2 separate regions of the Macaca mulatta genome follow, and region 2 is linked to region 1. The links are chromatin contacts, called in public Hi-C maps. All regions are on one chromosome and are shown on one strand. Each heading gives the region's core, a stretch centred on a gene start, on an enhancer-like site or on the middle of the called end of the contact. The rest is flanking DNA. Distances are from core to core; before and after follow the strand shown. Region 1 holds the start of MSL2 (MSL complex subunit 2). Region 2 holds the start of PCCB (propionyl-CoA carboxylase subunit beta).

Region 1 (2,700 bases), core at 53-2,552:
ACATGCCTGGGAGAGGGAATTTGAGAGCACGTGGGGGAGGGGCGGCGAGAGCTGTCGGCTCGCAGAGAGCATGCTCCGTTCTGAGAGCCGAAGTGGAGAGCCAGGCATGCGCAGTGAGCCCAGGGTGGGTTGGCAGCGGTGAGGGACTGGCGCGAGCGGGCTGATGTGTTTATCCGGTTTTCTGGGTGGGCGGTCAAAGCGCACGCGTAAGGGCGAAAGGCGGCGGAGCTAGGTAGCGGCTTGCGCATGCGTGGAGTGAGCCGGTAGCTCTGGGAGGCTGTGGAGGGGGTTGTTAGAGGAGAAGCAAGGGAAAAGGGAAGCGAAGGGAGGAAAGGGGGGAGGGGTGAGAGTGTGCTCTGCGCATGCGTGCGAGCGCTAGCGACGACGGCGGCGGGGGAGTCTCGGGGATGACAGTGGCTTTGCCCGTTGGGGTAACGGTCGTCGTCGCCGCCAGCAGAGGCCTGAGGCGCCGCACAGCCCGCGGGATCCATTAAGGCCGCAGCAGCCCGGGCCCTACCGAGCTGGGGTGGCGCGTGGAGTCGGGGTGAGGGCGGCGAGGCCTTGCTGTGTGCGCTGGGCGGCGGCGGCGGGGCCTGGCGGTGTGAGCGCTTGCCTCCCGCGGCCGGGAAGGCGCTGAGGGCGGCGGCGGCCGTCGTGCTCGGTCGAGGAGTCGTCTGTGTGTGCGGCGCCGAAAAGATGGCCGGGCAGTGAGGGGGCGGCGCTTGCGTGTGGTGACCCCGGAGTGTGCGACTGAGGAGCGAGGGGCGCCGCCGCGGCCCGGTCGGGCCTGCTCCCCGCCCCCTCCCGCCCGCCGGCGGCGGCCCGCGCACTTCCTCCCCGGCCCTCCCCTCCGGGTTGAGGACTCTCGCCCGCCTCGCCACCTCGGGGAACTGCGGGCTGCAGCCTACGGGGCGGAGAGCCAGGGCGCAGTCTGGGCCCCGCGTCCGATATGGAGAGTGCGGCGACGGCGTCCGCCAGCCGCAACAGCAACCTTCGTCGCCGCCGCGGTGTCTTGCACTAGATCCGGGAAGCCGCCGCCCGACCGTCGTCCTTGCCTTCGCCGCCGCCTCCGCGCCCTGCACTGGGATGGAGTAAGAGGCTCTGCAGCCCGGGAGAAGCGTGTCGCGCCTCAGACGGGGCCGGGGCCTGCTCCCGCGCCCGCCAGCTCGACCTGAGGAGGCGCCTCCGTGTCCGGAGATGGAGCTCGAGTGCAGGCCGCCCGCCGAGCCGCGGGGCTAGACTGAGCGCCGAGTCCCGCCCCGAGCGCCCAAGCCGCCGCGTTCTGCGCTCTGTGGTCGCTCCGGACGAACTCGAACGCTGGTTTCTCTCTCTCTCTCTTATATTTTTGGAAGTCTCAGGGACGGAGGGGCGCCAAGGCCCCATGTGTGGGAGGATTGCTTCAGCTCCACAAACTTGCACGGATTCTGGTTACTTGTTTGGCCAATGGTTCGGCTCTGATTTCTTCCGAATTGTTGCAAATTCGCCATCGTTCCCTGGCTGCTTACAAAGTTGGATCCGGAATTTCTTTTCAACCGGGAGCCATTGGTGTCGAAGTGTCTGCAATGAACCCCGTGAATGCTACTGCTCTCTACATTTCCGCGAGCCGCCTAGTGCTCAACTACGACCCCGGAGACCCCAAGGCGTTTACTGAGATTAACAGGCTCTTGCCTTACTTCCGACAGTCCCTTTCGTGCTGTGTTTGCGGTGAGATGCTTTTTATTGTTCCCTTTCAATGCTTGTTTTTAAAAAGCCTTCTGGGCAGTGGTAACGTGAGCGGGTCGACGGCCTGGTGGTTGGTATTAAGCTTTTGTTATTTGTGTCGCGCTGTGCGGTCATTAGTTTTGAAACTCGCCGAGGGACTTTTGCCCGGCATTTCAGAAAGGCAGAGAACCCTTTCAGACCGCTTTGTGCAGTGGCGTTAACGTTCAAAATGGTTTAATTCGCCTCGGTTCATCTGGTGGTAGTGGTTTAAGTGGGGGTAACATGCATGCACAATACTTTGCCGCGGGAGCTGATTTCGTACCTACAGCGGTTAAAAGTGGGTAAACATGACGAAGACATGCACATGTGGCGTGTTTGCATTTCCCCAAGCTGGTGTTACGTGGGAGTGGTGGGCTAAGCTGATGAACCCACAGCTGGAGAACCCGGCGCGGAACTTTCCCCCGGGTTCATCCCCAAATGCTTTGACGGTTTGACGGTTAACAGCAAGCCGGGGAAGGCTGGTGGTACTCGAAGTGCTTTTTAACTGGTGGGATTTTTACTTACCACGTTTTCATTTTGTGGTTTAACATACTTTGGCTTCGTCGAGGGTTATTTTAGATGTGTTTGTTCAAAAAATATTAACTCGTGGTAGGTAGGATACTTTTTAATTATTTTTAAGATAGAAGACATATGCTAAATTGTCTAAGGAAAATATCTCAAAAGTGATAATTTGAGTGTTAACTGTGCAGGTATAATAATTACTTGCTTTTCGAAAAACCTGGACTGAGACGTTAATACAAAGGAAAGGGCAACTGGCAAAGCAGTAAAGTAAAGCTCTACTTAATAGTCTATCCGAAGTTTTGAAGTTTTGGTGATCCACTTGTTTAGTTAGAACCTGGGAAATTCAGGCACGTTAAGGCTTCCGCTTTCTTTAAAATTAGATAAAGGAAGAACAGTAATTTGGGACAGTTGTGGCTGAAGGGAGAAATAATATTCATT
Region 2 (2,700 bases), core at 186-2,685, 53 kb before region 1:
CAGTAGGATCTAACTGGGAAAGGGCTGGGTGATGTTCCAGGGAGGCATTGAGCAATAGGCCCCAACAGAAAGAGTTGTACAGGAACACTGACAGGCCTTTTCAGAGGATGATCTAACATCTCCCTCAGCCCTAACAGAGCAGCCCCAGGGGGAGAGAGAGAAAGCACTCCTAGTACCACAAACCATCACTAAATTTACATTTTACTCTCGTGTCAAAAGGAACTGTCACCTACGGGTCCTTGTCAAATGCGAATTTATGACACCTGAATCAATACGAGACAAATATAGAGTTGTTCAAATCCCCTCACTTTAAGACCCCATCCCTCCCCCAGTGCCTCCCTCATGGTTGTGAGTTGTGCTTGAATACTCTTCACCTGTAAGAGTTTCACTTCTGCACCTTCCCGTTGGTTCTTTAATTCGTTCAGCACAACAGTCCAGACACACCCACGAGTCATGGACACACTGGGCAAGCCTGGTTTCTAGTCAGGGGTCACCTCTCCAAAATGGGCCACCTAGCTTATCTCTGAAGGCCAGCTGCGATTCTCGCCTCAAAACCCAGGCGGTGGGTGGCAGAACCTCAGCTGGTCAGTCCAGCCAAACATCGAGAGTAGCCTGCGCACTCCCAGAAAGTCACCTGCTTCCGACACATGCCTTTGCTACCCATCAAGGCGAGGCATGCTAAGGCCCTAAAGAGCTTGACCAGGCATTCTGCGGGCAGACGTTCCACAAGTTCCCTGCACGCGCACATCCCCCACTTCATGTTAGTGGAGTATGCCTAAGTTCAGTTTTCCTGCTTCCACAAAGGAGAAAGAATCTACCATCACTCTTTCATGGGGCACGAGAAGAACAAGCACATCGTTTTTACCGAGTGCCTATCGTTTTGCTATCTATGGTCTAACGATACGCTTGTGAAGGAAGAATTATTAAAATGACGCACAGAGATTTAATACGTTGCCCAAAAGTTTATGTTAAGTGGTGAGCTGGCTGGAGACCAGCCAGATCTGTCTAAATCCCAAGGGTTAAACACTGTGAAGAAGCACACAGGTGCTTCTGCTCGTTATACCCGCCTCCACGAGAAACGCTACAGGTTTTCAAAGTGAACACCCTCGCCCCCGCCCCTCCAAGCACCGTGCGGATTGGCAGGGAGGCCTCGGACGCCACAAGCCGGGCACGCTGTGATAGGTCGTGGACGCCAGGGGCGGGACTCACTAAGGCCCCTCAGGACTCACTCGCTTGTGCTGCGCGTCAATACGGCGTTGGCCTCCTCCCAGCAGCGCGGTCCGGCGCTTGTTCTCGATGCGTTCGTTAACAGAGGTGGCCTGGCTGCAAAGGCCGCGAATCGCGGCGCGGAGACCGCTCGCCAGAACGCTGAGCCTTGCCCCAGCCGCCGCCACCCGTAATGCCGCTGCCATTTTTGCTGCGCCGGCGCGTCCCCTATCGGCGCACCTGAGTACGCATGTGCGTAAAGCGTGGTTAAGGCGCTTGCGCAGCATCGGCTGACTGTAGGGAAACCGGGGGCTGGACTACAGAACCTGCTTGGGAGTAAGGCGTGAGAGTTCGAGACCCGATGCTGCCCGAGGAGGGTCGCGCAGACAGAAAGTACAGGGCCCGCCTGGCTGCACAAGAAAGGGACATAGTCCTTACTCTTCTCTGACCTCCTAGACCCCTAACTTTGTCGTCCCACTTCCTACAGAAAATAAGATTATAGGATTTAACCAACATTTATTAAGCATTGTGCCAGGTGTTGCTTTTTGCACTTCCCATGCACTGGCTTATTATCTGGATTTCACAGATGAGGTAAATGAAGAGATGAGTGATTTGATCAAGAGGCAAGATTGAGGCCGATGTAGGTGAGCCCAGGAGCCCAAGACCAGCCTGAGCAATATAGTGAGACCCCACCTCTACAAAAAAATTAAAAATTAGCTGGGCATGGCAACTTGCACCTGTGACCCCAGCTACTTGGGAGACTAAGGCTGGAGGACTGCTTGAGCCCAGGAGGTCGAGGCTGCAGTGAGCCGTGATTGCATCACTGCACTCCAGCCTGGGCAAAACCCTGTCTCAAAAAAAAAAAAAAAAGCCAAGACTGACAAAAAAGCCAAGACTAACGATGTGGTTGGCTAGGATTTAAACTCAGAGACCTATCATTATATGTGCCAAATAATGAGCACAGGACCCTTAACCTCTAATCAGTAGTTCTCAAAGTATGAATCCCACTAAAGAAAAAATTATTCATGACAATTACTCATGTTTAAGAATGGTAGGGCAAACTTTATTCAGGCCCAATCTGACAGAGGTAGGGACAGAGTTTTGCAGTAAGTCAGAGCGATTGGGCTGAATATAGCAAAGTGGGAATTTATAGCTAAGGGGCAGTGTGTGGAAGTCAGGGAATGGAAAATTACTAAGAGGAAACATCGGCGGGGAATCTGGCTAAATCGACCTAACAGGATTCCTGCCAAAGGCAGGTCAGGGTAACCTAACATCACCTGGGGGATGGTGGCGGTATGGATCAAAACCAGATATGGAGAGTAATCAGATATCAGGAATGGAGGATTCTGGCTAAACTGACTTGGCAAGATTCTTTCTAAAATGGAATTCCACAAGGAAAGACATGGAAGCCCCAAGCTCAAGCCTAGTCAAAGAGACAGCTCAGAAGAGCCTGACCAATGTTTGGACAAGGAGGGAATCTTCTCAATCCAGCAA

Evidence for each region. Hi-C and Micro-C count contacts between places; a contact is called where the count stands out from the background.
Region 2: a Hi-C map of liver shows a contact between it and region 1, with 4 times the contacts expected there. The contact joins the promoter of PCCB here to the promoter of MSL2 in region 1. A contact is called at or near these places in 4 of 14 Hi-C or Micro-C datasets (CD4 T cells, blood, fetal cortex germinal zone and 1 more).

The regions. Positions count from the first base shown.
Region 1 is chr2:39,200,412-39,203,111 of T2T-MMU8v2.0, reverse strand. MSL2 (MSL complex subunit 2) reads left to right here and starts at 1,302. Exons shown (of 2, transcript NM_001266958.1): 1 at 1,302-1,704. The coding sequence starts at 1,563.
Region 2 is chr2:39,253,477-39,256,176 of T2T-MMU8v2.0, reverse strand. It overlaps PCCB (propionyl-CoA carboxylase subunit beta), which reads right to left and starts at 1,435. Exons shown (of 15, transcript NM_001265851.1): 1 at 1,230-1,435. The coding sequence starts at 1,412.